3 separate regions of the Hordeum vulgare genome follow, and all the other regions are linked to region 1. Evidence: chromatin contacts called from public Hi-C data. All regions are on one chromosome and are shown on one strand. Each heading gives the region's core, a stretch centred on a gene start, on an enhancer-like site or on the middle of the called end of the contact. The rest is flanking DNA. Distances are from core to core; before and after follow the strand shown. Region 1 holds the start of LOC123445101 (protein root UVB sensitive 6-like). Region 2 holds the start of LOC123445103 (protein TRIGALACTOSYLDIACYLGLYCEROL 5, chloroplastic-like). Region 3 holds the start of LOC123445098 (2-C-methyl-D-erythritol 4-phosphate cytidylyltransferase, chloroplastic).

Region 1 (4,436 bases), core at 887-3,386:
CAAATTGTGGAAGTACAAGACTTCACAATTTGCACATGCACATTGGACGCTCATACGAACATCTGCCGCGCATGATCAGACATATTACAATCCACCATTGGTGTATGTCACCGGCCGCTAGGGTTTTGAAATCAGGAAGGACGGAGTGCATGAGTTCGAGTTAAAAAGGGTGCGATCCAATATCATATAACTCATACAAGGAAATACTACGACACTAGGTGAAGAGAGAAGGTCAAATCTTAACCACTAGGCTCTACTTTCTATCTTGGATATGACCATGAACCACCCTTGGCTACACGCCTACACCGTTGTTTTCTATCATTTTGGATCCATGGTCACTCCTGTCTCCGGTGCCACATCGAGTCATCATGTTGACATACAAGCATCAAACATCTCTTCCTCCTAAATTCTTGATAACCACTCATGCTTGAATCTTGAGAACATGTCTACTCCATGAGCAGAGTCACTATGTGTAAAGTAGTAGCGTTTCAACTTCCATATTTGATGTCACATTAAACCACTATGTTGGTATGCACGAGTGATCTCTCCCTCGCAAGTTTTCAATAACCGACAACGTATGGATCCTATAAACGACCATACCCCGAAACAATCATTACGTGTAAGATAGTGGCGATTCAGCTCTCTTCGTCCATAACGGCTCGCATTTTTGTTGCCATGCTAGACTAGTGTGCTAGCCTGCATCAATCATTCCTCCCTCGAGAACTTCCAATGTTCACCGAGGTATGTCTCATAGGAACAACACTACCACATAAACAATCGTCGTGTGTAAGTTAGTGGCGTTTCAACTCCTTGTATCATTAGCAGCCCGTGTCTTTAGTGTGCACTATACCGACATGTTGGCGTGCCCCGATCATCTCTCCCGTCTAACCTTCACTATATAAACCATGTTGGCCTTCGCGAACCATCTCGTCCCCGTAAGCTTGCAATAACCATCGACTTGTGGATCTCGGATACAACCTACCCTACAAACAATCATTGTGTGCAAGATAGCACTATGACGGTTGCATCCGCTTACGTCCATCGCAGTCCACGTCTCCGGTGACATAGTGAGCGAACCACATTGGCATTCAGCAGCCATCTCTTCACCGTAAACTTCAAATAACCATCGACACATGGTTGGGTACCAGAGACAATCATCATCCCACACATTGCATGCAAAACAGTTGGTTTACAAACCGTTCTGTCTGTAGCAGTGCACGTCTCCGGTGCCACGCTGGACCACCGCGTTCCGACGGGTGGGACCCAACTACGCCACCGTGAAGGGCAACAAGTAATTTAGGTAGGTGCACGGTGTGACTATAAACAACCATACCCCGAAACAATCATTACGTGTAAGATAGTGGCGGTTCAGCTCTCTTCGTTCATAACGGCTCGCATTTTTGTTGCCATGCTAGACTACTGTGCTAGCCTGCATCGATCATTCCTCCCTCAAGAACTTCCAATATTCACCGAGGTATGTCTCATAGGAGCAACACTACCACAAAACAATCCTTGTGTGTAAGTTAGTGGCGTTTCAACTCCTTGTATCATCAGCGGTTCGTGTCTTTGGTGTGCACTAGACCGACATGTTGGCGTGCACCGATCATCTCTCCCGTGTAAACTTCACTACATAAACCATGTTGGCCTTCGCGAACCATCTCGTCCCCGTAAGCTTCCAATAACCATCGACTTGTGGATCTCGAAAACAACCTACCCCCACAAACAATCAACGTGTGCAAGATAACATTATCACGGTTTCATCCGCTTACGTCCATCGCAGTCCATGTCTCCGATGACACACTGAACGAACCACATTAGCATTCACCAGCCATCTCTTCAGTGTAAACTTCCAATAACCATCGACACATGGCTGGTTGTCGGAGATAATCACCATCCCACACATTGCGTGGAAAACAGTTAGTTTACAAACCGTTCTGTCCGTAGCGGTTCGCGTCTCCGACGCCATGCCGAACCACCGTTCTCCGACGGGCGGGACCCAGCCGCGCCCGCCGCCGTGAAGGGCAACAAGTAATGTAGGTGGGTGCACGGCGCTGGTGCCCGTAGCGGAGCAAAGAGAGGCCTCTGGTGGTCTATAAAACCTTTTGTCTCTCCCCTGCCTGGTCTCTCACCACGCACGCCTCCATCTTGGCATTTCCGCGGCTCCGCCAATATAACCCTCGTCCCCTTCATTTTCTCTCTCCAACCACTCCGCCCCGCCCCGCCTCCCTGTCGTGTCCTGTGCGCCCGTCGCGACAACCATCTGACTAAGCAGCAGCCCATGGCGCCGGCGGTGGGGATCAAGCGGACCGCCGCGGCGCAGACGGTCACGGTGCAGGCGCCGCCGCCGCCCGACGCGCGGCTGGTGCGCGAGGCCGTGCGGACCTCCACGATCGCCGGGGCCGTCGCCCCCGCGGCCCTGGAGGCGCCCGCGCCCGCGCTCGAGGGCTTCCTGTGCCTCGAGGAGGTGGAGGGGAGGCGGTGGAAGTACGTGGTGGATGCGGCCCCCGGGAAGGCGAAGGCGAAGGGCAGGGGCCGGGGCGGGTCCGCCGTCCCCCTGGGGGCCTCCGTCCGGGCCGTGCCGCTCCAGTCGCCGCTTCCGCCCGCCGAGGTGAGCCGTCTGGCGGAATTGCGGCGTCCCGTCGCGTTTGCTGCTGCTTTGGTTTTGTTTTGGTGGTCTGGTTGGTGGATACGCGCTAGGTTTCCGGTTTGATTTGGGGGGAATTGGTTGTGGATTTTGGGCGATTTGGTGTACCCGAGGCGTAGCCATCTGCGAATTGTAGATTATTTGTGCAGCTGCACAATGTGGTTATGTTTTTTTCCCTCAGGATGCACGCTCTAATTCTTCCCAGCAGCGTACTGACTTGATGCTTTCGAGGCAATTTTGTTTTATTTAGGTGAAACCGGGAGATTTGATTTTTGTCGTGCTTCCAGGACTATGACTCTGTTTCTGGACAGTTATTTTAGTCCATGGTAGTGTTGTTTTCGCCGTCAATTTTTAGTTGGGACTGAGGTAGTTTGTACGAAATTTAATATTGTAGTGGAATACTACTTGCCAGATTAAGTTGATTGCTGACTGAGAGTTCTTTTTAGAATTAATACCTGTAGAAGTTGTCTTCTTCAGTTTATTCTCAGTTGTGTTTAGAGAAAATTATATATATTTGAATTCATTTTGGAGTTAAGTTTTCTAGCAGTTGTTTTCTACTGTTGAATAGAGGATTCTATATTGTTATGGGAAGATTAAAGTGCTGTGTGCAGAGTTGAAATCACTCAGACATTTATGTCGTCTATCTATAATAAACTACATTGACCATACATGTTTAACAAATACGAGTAGGTAACACCATTACACACTATGGCTGCAGGAAATAATGGCATTTGTAAGATCGTATGTTGTGCCTGAAGGGTTTCCAGACAGTGTTACTCCTTCATATGTCCCGTACATGACCTGGAGAGCTCTCAAGGTACAATTTTTTATAACTCGTGTTCAGTATTGTCTTGATTTAAATGTATCATGCTAAGATTTGCTCACTGTTCAGCATTTCTTTGGTGGAGCAATGGGGGTGTTCACAACAAGAACCTTGCTGAGCTCCGTTGGAGTCTCTCAAAGCAAGGTAACCCCAGGTGCCATTGCTATCAACTGGATCCTCAAGGTAAACATATCATGTATATCCAAGAACCTATTATATTTGTTCTGGTCACTATTCCTGTCCGTTCAATTTTTTTGATTCACAGATGACAAATCAGTAATTTATTAGAAGAGCTTTTTTGTCGTAGAGCAAACCTAGAGATAAATTTGATGAACCTGAAGTCTTATCCTTCTAGAGTTATTGGCCATCTGATAGCAATATATTCTGTTTGACTGCTCTTCTTCTTGTCCTTAGTAATCAAATATGTATGCTTTCTTCTAATTATATAGCTGTGACTGTGCTCCTGCTTCAGGATGGTGCTGGACGTGTTGGAAAAATGCTTTTTGCACGACAAGGAAAGAAGTTTGACAATGACCTAAAGCAGGTAAAACACGTGAAAGCATGTTTACATCTGTGTAGTAGTATTTAGTTGTCTACATTATTTCCAATTTCTTGGTCCATGTGCATGGCTAACTGAAACTTTTTTTTTTTTGCAGCTCCGCTTTTCTAGTGATCTCTTGCTGGAGATAGGCGCTGGGATAGAGTTAGCTACTGCGGCATTCCCTCAATTTTTCCTGCCTATGGCTTGCGTTGCAAATGTTGTAAAGGTCTGTCCTCACCAGTTGCTCTAAGTTGCAATACTTGGATTTCAAGTATACATAGATTCAACACTCTGTTTCAAAAGTATTGATGAAGAACTTCCGTTTTTTCGTGAAACATTTTAGAATGTCGCTGCTGTTACATCGACCTCAACTCGCACTCCAATCTACAAGGCCTATGCAAGAGGAGAAAATATTGGAGACGTGACTG
Region 2 (4,436 bases), core at 1,323-3,822, 250 kb before region 1:
TGTGCCTTGACGAAATTGATCCTTCACGAGGGTAGAATACTGACGGCGTATCTCGCTGAATCCCTGAAATTATGCAGATGGAACAATATCAGACGAAGGAGGAGGGGGCCGTTTTGGGGTTCCACGTGGCGTGTTAAGCTTCTGAATACTACTAACCTGTTTGTTCATGTGGTGTGCTGTTCGCTCTACATGCGCCTCCACTTGTCGATCTCCTTTGTCGTCGCTTTGATCAGCTTCCTGGTGCTCTCCATCACCTCGTCAAAAAGGATATCAAACTCTTGGCTGCAGAGTTTTTCCGGAAAATATCGTGTTAGAAGAATGAGATAACATGTGAAGCTAGACATGCAGTATAACGCTTTAACCACAGTTGACATCAAGTGTAAGAGCCAATCTTTCACATCTATTCTATAGTAAAATAGATAAACAGATTCAAGGTCAAACACGCCCCCTCTATGGATATAATCATGTCGAGCAACAGGAGGTGCCCAAATGGAGCCATTTTTGCGATAGTACAAAGTACATAAGCTTGGAGTGAGTTACTGCTTACTCATAAGGAAGGCTCCTGGAGTTCTGAAATGATCTCCTGATGTTTGAATATTTACCATTCTCGTCATATGCAATTCCCTTTCCAAAACCATAGCCAAAACCTATTCCTATTCCACATCCAGCACCAGCTCCAAATCCTAGCTGTAAACCAGGGAATCCAGCTCCAATTCCTGCGCCTGTTCAGACACATAAGAAATGAGAAAGGAACAGGAAATATATTTTTTATGTTAAATAATGTCCGCAGTTAACATATGCAGAACCAATTGTGTTCTGGTGTACAGAGTCACAGTGTAAATAATTTGTTCTTCTCAAAAGGTATTCTTCCCGTATGAATGCAGAAGTATTTAGAAAGCCAACATCATATTATATATTTTGTTACCACTAACACAGATGACTATAATGAGACGCACAGCTCAGAGCAGGCGCGTGGGATAATATTCACAAGGTTAAGGCCTTAAGGGGACCGAAATGTACTTTGATGATGCATAAAAGGGTGCAATCTAATAGAGTGTAGACGACCCCAAGCATCTATGTGCATATCTAACAGCCTTATCTTACTGCTTGAACTAGAGATACTAACATCAGAGCAATATGAATTAGCAGTACTTGTTTAATTGTTTTAATTTTTCAGATTTTAAAAGTTGATATAGCTATCTCCATTTCAGATTGTATACTGAGCTGTGCATGATAACCACATTTACCTTCCTGTCTCCCCTTATCTGGTTGGTCTTCTCTTAGATACTACTCCCTCCATTCCTAAATACTCCCTCCGTTCCTAAATATAAGACCTTTTAAAGATTGTACTATAAACTACATACGGATGTACATAGACATATTTTAGAGTATAGATTCACTCATTTTGCTTCGTATGTAGTCACCTAGTGAAATCTCTTAAAAGACTTATACTCACTCCGTTCCAAAATATAAGACCTTTTAGGTATTTCACTAGGAGACTACATACGGAGCAAAATGAGTGAATCTACACTCTAGAATATGTCTATACATCCGTATGTAATCTTTTAGAGAATTTGTAGAAAGACTTATATTTAGGAACGGAGGGATTAGTACATTCTAAACTACAGCTACTCATTTACGCCCCATGGCTCTCTGAGAAAACAGCGACGCCATATACTATACCAAATATTATTATAATTCTCGAATCTTAGCCGCAAATTCCTCTTCAGATAAGCTTCAGAATGACATTTCAAGTCGACAAATATTTACACAGAGCCTTTTCATTCAGGTTTGACCATGGAAGACACAGATGCTGTGCAACTAGTCATCCACACATTCAGAAGCCAAAAAAATGCTAATCCTCCCTACTCAAACTGCGGACGGGAGGGGGTTAGATTGCTGGACAGCCCGTGCCCGTATAGCATTACATAGTTGCGCACTTGCACTGTTATTTACGATGGTTTTGGAATTCCAGAACCCGGATACTTCATACAGACCTAAATGATCGCACCTGAGGTACCTGAACCCTGAAGCCTTCCCACTCCAACAGTTGCTGGCAACATGCAACTGATTACAAGTGCAGGATATGTTTGCAGGGTTCTCACAGAAATAATAGCCTCGAATCGAATTAATCGAACTGGCTAGCCTGATCCTGATCCTGACGGCGACGGGTCCCGAATCCCCACACACTATTCGCCACTGACTGACGGCACTGAAAATCCAAACTAAACACCGGCAGCGGGCAACCTAGTCGGTGGCAGGCGAACATGTACCGTGCCCATCGCCGATTCAATCCAGGTCGACGGAGAGGAGGCGGGGGTAAATCTGGGGAGGCACGTACCGCCGATGAGGCCGACCCCGACGCCGACGCCGCAGCCGGCGCCGATGCCGAAGGAGGGCCCCAGCTTGCCGAGCGCGTCCGACCTCACCATCGGAAGGCCCCACCTGGAAGAGCCCCTCCTGCCGCCGCCGTACGCCATCTCTCTCTCTCGCTCGCTCGCCCGCCCCGTGCGCGCTCCGAAGGTTCGCGGGAGTTCGATATCTTTTCTCTCTCAGCGACTGGGGTGAGGAGAGGACGAGGGAGGGGGGGAGGGGGGGAACGGTGACGAGAGTGACGGCTGAACGGGTCCGTCTGGCCGCGCCCCGCCGCACGATCAGCCTCGTGATCCGTGCACGCGCTGGGTTTACGCAACCGCACCAAGGTTTTCGCTTGTCGTTAGGACTACAGAGGCCGCTTCAGTGAAACACCCACCTTTCTTTCTCTTCGAAACTGCCCAGCTGACTTCAGACCCTGTGTGTGTGTGGTCTGAACCATTTTTCAGCACCATTGACCTGAAGATTCATGATTCCATAAACGTTCATATGATGGTGATCATGGAAAGTACTCCGCTTCATTTCACAATTCTAATTCTTGTCGTGGTTTTAGTTCAAATTTGAAGCGATGATATCGTAGCGTCCCATAACGAACGACTTGAACAAAAGGTAGAAATTGCAGGATGTTTTCAGCTTGAAAGCTGAAACCTGTACAGGTGCTTATTACGGAGTATAACTGTGAGGAGGGTGTCATGGTGTTTACACCTTTGCTGACAACAGCTAACTATAAGCTAGCTGCCCGGTTGGGAGCACCAGAAAGAAACAATGAGAAACATTTTGCTTATAGCAGGATGGTTGCTCGATCAAAAGGCAACTCCTGTTTACATCAACAATTACAACAAATGACGCGACGGCCGGATCTCTGCTCGTCGGACCTCACCGCAAACTTGAAATAGATCACAGGAAAATTGGTTAAATTGACTGGGTGTGAGTGGTGGACATTTTACAGAATATACGGTGTCTGTAAGGTTAATCACAAGCTAACGATTCTTGACAGCATGTACGCGTCTTCAAGCTCCCCGGCCAAAGCCTCGTTGGTTTCCTGCAAGTTAGAGGAAACAAGTTAGAGCAGAGATTAGAGGAGGCTGCGCAAGTTAACAGCTATTTTCTCCATTTCAATTTTAAAGGAAAGCCTATTGTGCTTTATGTGTATATTTGGTCTAATGACCCCCAGTGCAACCTTTTGTGTTTCAGAAATCAAGAGTACCATACCGGTGAGTTTGGTAAGTTATTTCTTATTATGTACTGTGCCAGTGCGCCGTCCCCCCGAAGAATTTTAGCCCCGCACCCGGGCCTGTCAACGGAACCAATGGCCTCCTCATCCACCACAACAGCATCTACTCGCTCGTTTCCGGCTTTCTCATCAGGGATCTGTTTACAAAGAATGTTAGAACGTATGCCTCGATTTTGCAGCGTTCATTACAGAAAACTGCAAGCAACTACCTCATACATGGCCTCCAGTAGAATGGTCTCTAAGATGACTCTTAGACCACGTGCACCAGTGTTTTTGACTATGGCCTTCTTTGCTACTATTCTCAGTGCACCATCAGTGAAGTGTAGCTTAACCTGGAGAATCGGGGAAAAAGGAATGCTAGAAATTGGCGCACAGAAGCAAGTCTATAATCACTTGAAGTTGTAGTAGACTCACATTGTTCAGGCTAAACATTTTCCTGTATTGTCTCGAAAGTGAATTTTTTGGTTCTGTAAGAACCTGAATGCAGATCAAATAACTTCAGTTAGCTTCAGCAGGCTAGCCATATGAAAACCATGTAAGAACTTATACAGACGTCGGATCATTTAGTTTATGGGAAAGAGAAGAACAGAGCATGATTCTGAACGAAGGACATCGAAGGCTTAAACCAGCAACCTCGTGCGTATACTCAAATAAGAATACATTACATTTTATTTTCAAACTACCTGAACAAGCTGATCTTCGTTGAGAGCTGCCAAACTAACTAGAATGGGCAAGCGTCCAATGAACTCTGGTATTAGGCCGAACTTTGCAAGATCTCCACTCTCAACCTGTCAATGGGCACGGAATTTTATTTTCAGGTTTATGTGAA
Region 3 (4,436 bases), core at 636-3,135, 130 kb after region 1:
GTGGGCGTAAGCCTTGGTGAAATAGACAAGGTTGCTTCTCCATGGATCCTTTGTGGGTGGAGCCCTCAGTGGACTCTCGCGGCCGTTACCCTCTGTGTGTTGAAGTCTCCATCAACATGGACGTACGATAGTATCACCTATCGTAACCACGCCAAAAATCTCTGTGTCAATTTTACGTTTGATCTTCCTATCCCTACCCTCTACTTACATGTGCATGTCCTTACTTTCCGTTGCTATACTCTTAGACTTGCATGTGTAGGGTGTGCTTGACTATAATTGCTAAAACTTGTCAACTATTGAAACTGGGGAAATGCTAAGTTTTTATTTGTCAAGTAATCTAATCACCCCCCTCTAGACATACTTCAGATCCTATAGTAAGGTGTAGTTGATAAGCTCACCACATAGGGTACACGATAAGCAAACCTCGTTGCGTGTATGCAACCAAACACCGTGTAATTGCATGAGCCCAGCCAATGCATGCAACCAAACACACGGGCTACGAATCGGTGCTACGATGCAGTCAAGTTGTATGCAGGCGACCAAACGATGTGCATATGATGATTTTTGGTCTGTATATGCTCAACCAGACCCAACGGAGACAAGTATGCAATGCAGACAACTAAACACATCATAGGTCTTTCGTGGAGATGCATCTTTGGTGGAGGTGGTGGGGGGGGAGGGGGTTAGTCTTTCGAATAAGATCACCTAGAGCCCGCCCATCTCGACGATATCATCAACGACGACGTTAATGGCCCGATGGCGTCTTTTTGTTGGTCGGTGAAGTACAGTTTGTAGGTGTTATTGACACGGTGGTGGTCGAGGCTTATCTTTGCACTTCAGGTGTCTGCCATCAACTTTGTCACATTGGTTCGCTCTTCGATGCGGCCATGAGGTCTATGAGAAAGAATGAAGGTTTGAGGGATGGTCTCTCCTTGAAGAATGAAAACTCGGATAAACAACAATAAAAAGAGAGGAGATGTGGGTGGGAAGGAAGATTTTAAAGGGATTATATTTTCAAGACAACATGATATACTTGGTCGCACAAATGAGATCGATTTTCACGCTAGATTTCAACGTCGTTGAAAAGCTCCCCCTTGTAGAATGCAACAAAAAAACAACTTCTCGACATGTGTTAGCTCACCGACGCTTAAATAGTCCGACTCTGACTTGCAATTATACGTGTGTCGTTTGCTGTCGTAAACAACCCAAGCTATAAATTAGATACAAACGATCGAGTTAAATGCATCACTTAACTTACTAACCGCATGGATAACCTTTTCTCAATTCGCAATTACCCTTTTAGCAACACAAGTGCCTATCCGGCACCATCCTGAAGGCCTTCAAGGCCATCCAACTAGGAAAACAAAGATCCGTTGGTGGACCAGAAGGCTGAAGTGTATATTGATAGATTTCAGCTCGAGCATAAACTTATGTCTCTCTACCCCAATCCAAACTGCTAGAATCCAAAGCCTCACCCGCATGAAGGTCTACGAGCTCTCTCCCGAGTCCCAAGGCCGAACAGGTAAAATCCAAGGCCCGATATTAAACTCTAAAGTGAGGCCTATCTTCTAGGAAAATATTATTACAATCAATCAGCGATGATGTAGCATTTTTGAGGAGGCACATAATAGTGAAGATTTGAGTGATGGTCCTTTCGTGAGGAGTGAAAAATCATCGGATAAACAGCAAAATAAAAAAGAGCAGCCATTGGATAATTGGAAAAGGGAGCCTATGACTCGTTGACGCAAAATGATAGACATCACCTCATCAATCAAAAGAACAAAATGATAGACAACACTCGCACGTGACGGAGAAAAACAGAGCTTGTGGACGGCGGGGATTGACCGGGTTGTATCCGCACCACACTTGACTCGCGTTCCGGGCGGGGATGCCTCCTCCCACTCTTTTTGTCGCCCCTCCGCTCCGGCCGCCCATCGCCAGCAGCACCACCCCCTCTCCCTCCCATTGGGCCACCTACCAGCGCCTCCGGCATGGAGCTCCGCCTCTGCCTCCACCTCCACTCCCACGCGCGCCCCCCTTCCGCCCCGACGCCGCCGCCATGCCCCGCGGCCGTGCTGCTTCCCGCGTCCCGCCGCCTTCGGATTGGTAAGGACTGCTCGTGTTGCTCCAGGCCAATTGCCTCTAATCCGCTCGTTTTGGCTTGGCGCCCCTGGGGCTGCGAACTTGCTAGAGCTCCAGTCCGATTGTCTGTAGCTGCTTATCTACTGCTCATGTACTGAGTCCTTCCTATTTTCTGGGGTCAACGGTGGCCAGGTAGGAGCTGCGGGGTTGCTCCGCGGCGGAGTACGAGGCGTTCGCATTCAGCCATCTGCGCTGCTGAACCGGACGGCGCGCAGGTACGGCGGATTTCGGATGACACCCCTATGTGATGGAGTGAGCTCTTCTGGCTGACTGAGGTTGTGTTTTGCCAGGGCGGGGAGGCTGTCAAGGAGAGGAGCGTCTCGGTGATCCTCCTGTCCGGAGGGCAGGGAAAGAGAATGGGGGTAAACATTCCCCTTTTTCTATCTCATACTCCAAACTTAGTGTATGACCTTGGGTGCGTTCTGTGTATTGCTCTGGGTTATTCTTCACTGGTCTGATAATTCCGCTCGCAAATGCCATAGCCGTTCTTCTTTTATTGATATTGATATATGCATTCTGATGGTGTATCTGTACGGCTTCTCATCATATAAGTGAAGATAAATGTAGTATACAAGAGATTGCTATCTTTCTTGAACATTAGGAGTAGTGCCAAACAAAATGAACAGGCATCAGTGCAATGCTTGATGGTATCAATTTTAGATTTGCTGTGAAGAATTGTGTTGCTTCGAAATAATTTTAATACTGTGCAGTAAACTAGCAAATCCTTTCAGTGGACGATGAATGTACCTAAGTTTCTCTCCCCCTTTTGTGACAGGCCAATATGCCTAAGCAGTATCTACCATTACTGGGAGTACCAATTGCACTGCACAGGTTCATCTCCTTGGCTTAGAACTTGTTAATTCTCTGATTTGGCAATTTCATGCAGACGTGAAATGCTTACATTTCTGTCCTGCAGTTTAAAGACATTCTGTGCAATGAAGGAAGTGAAAGAAGTCGTGGTGGTGTGTGATCCATCCTACAAAAATGTATTTGAAGGTTCGTCTGGACTCATCCTATACTCATTGTCTTTACTCTGCTTTTATCTATCTAGTATCTACGCCTTGTTAGAATTAAGTCCTGTGACCAAATTTAAAGAGTGATACAGTACGGTCTCAGAGTAAGATGTTCATCAGTCAACTGTTTCCGCAGGTTCTGCTGAAAATTTGCAAATACCTATTAAATTTACAACCCCGGGAAAAGAGAGACAAGACTCTGTTTTTAATGGACTTCAGGTTAGTGTTAGCCTACCTATACTTTCTGTTAGGTTGCTCGCTTTTGTACCGCAAATACGGTAGATATCTGCAAAAATTGTTAATTTTGTGAACAAAAAATTTTGTCCGCAGGAAATTAATGGAGATTCAGAACTTGTTTGTGTCCATGATTCTGCAAGACCCTTGGTATCCTCTGAAGATGTGAAAAAGGTTACCTTGAATTATCCATCATAGCGTGTCTTGCAAGATGTTATTGAATCTTTTTCTTCTGCTCCTACGAAGGGAACTTCTTGTAGTCTTTTACTGACAGAAAACTCTCTCTTAGAAGTTGCAACTGATAATTTTGGAATTATACTATATGCATGATAAATTATCTGGCTTTGAACTTCATCCTGGTGCTTTGGTATTTTATAGTAACTTTGTAAAGAGATAAAAGTAATATTTGTAAAATCTTGCAGGTCGCTCAAGGAATAATATTTATATTGATTTTTCTGACTAGGTCTTAGAAGATGCTGCGGTGCATGGAGCAGCTGTTCTCGGTGTGCCCGTCAAAGCTACTATAAAGGAGGTGACTGTTTATACATCCAGATATTCATCAACAAGATGATCTTGCAAAGATCCTTTCAAGTTATCTAATAATAGCAGACTGTATGAATGATCTTCCAACGGAATTCCTGCTTTGGCAACTATAATTTCCCTCTCCCCTGCTCTCTTCAGGCCAACAGCGATTCTTTCGTCGTAAAAACCCTTGATAGGAAAACTCTTTGGGAAATGCAAACTCCGCAGGTAATCATAGTATTCTATTCCCTGTATTTGCATTTTCATTTGCTTTATTTGTGGGAAAACAGTTGGCTAGAAAAATCATTCTGATTGTAGGTAATGAAGCCTAATCTGCTCAGAGATGGTTTCGAGCTTGTTAAGAGGTTAGCTGGATCACAGCAAATATAATCTGCTGATGTGGCTAATTCCCGCTCCTCCTTGCTGACTAAACTCTGAACTCGCAGGGATGGCCTTGAGGTCACTGATGATGTTTCCATTGTAGAATACTTGAAACATCCTGTTTACATCACCGAGGGCTCTTAT

What was found. A called contact is a pair of places that touch in the nucleus more often than the background predicts.
Region 2: a Hi-C map of seedling shows a contact between it and region 1, with 4 times the contacts expected there. The contact joins the promoter of LOC123445103 here to the promoter of LOC123445101 in region 1. A contact is called at or near these places in 2 of 6 Hi-C or Micro-C datasets (leaf and seedling) and 1 of 1 datasets of contacts at active chromatin or transcription factors (embryo).
Region 3: a contact with region 1 is called in a Hi-C map of leaf, with 4 times the contacts expected there. The contact joins the promoter of LOC123445098 here to the promoter of LOC123445101 in region 1. A contact is called at or near these places in 4 of 6 Hi-C or Micro-C datasets (leaf and seedling).

What each region holds. Positions count from the first base shown.
Region 1 is chr3H:562,716,461-562,720,896 of MorexV3_pseudomolecules_assembly, reverse strand. It overlaps LOC123445101 (protein root UVB sensitive 6-like), which reads left to right and starts at 2,136. Exons shown (of 14, transcript XM_045122033.1): 1 at 2,136-2,608; 2 at 3,363-3,461; 3 at 3,537-3,650; 4 at 3,940-4,011; 5 at 4,124-4,234; 6 at 4,352-4,436. The coding sequence starts at 2,279.
Region 2 is chr3H:562,968,805-562,973,240 of MorexV3_pseudomolecules_assembly, reverse strand. LOC123445103 (protein TRIGALACTOSYLDIACYLGLYCEROL 5, chloroplastic-like) reads right to left here and starts at 2,572. Exons shown (of 4, transcript XM_045122035.1): 1 at 2,342-2,572; 2 at 548-722; 3 at 157-282; 4 at 1-63. The coding sequence starts at 2,480. The coding sequence ends at 186. LOC123445102 (CLP protease regulatory subunit CLPX1, mitochondrial-like) reads right to left here. Exons shown (of 15, transcript XM_045122034.1): 11 at 4,291-4,395; 12 at 4,022-4,084; 13 at 3,817-3,939; 14 at 3,586-3,744; 15 at 3,133-3,415. The coding sequence ends at 3,347.
Region 3 is chr3H:562,586,042-562,590,477 of MorexV3_pseudomolecules_assembly, reverse strand. LOC123445098 (2-C-methyl-D-erythritol 4-phosphate cytidylyltransferase, chloroplastic) reads left to right here and starts at 1,885. Exons shown (of 12, transcript XM_045122030.1): 1 at 1,885-2,106; 2 at 2,275-2,357; 3 at 2,433-2,504; 4 at 2,918-2,973; 5 at 3,059-3,138; 6 at 3,292-3,374; 7 at 3,486-3,563; 8 at 3,853-3,921; 9 at 4,071-4,139; 10 at 4,230-4,276; 11 at 4,358-4,436. The coding sequence starts at 1,992.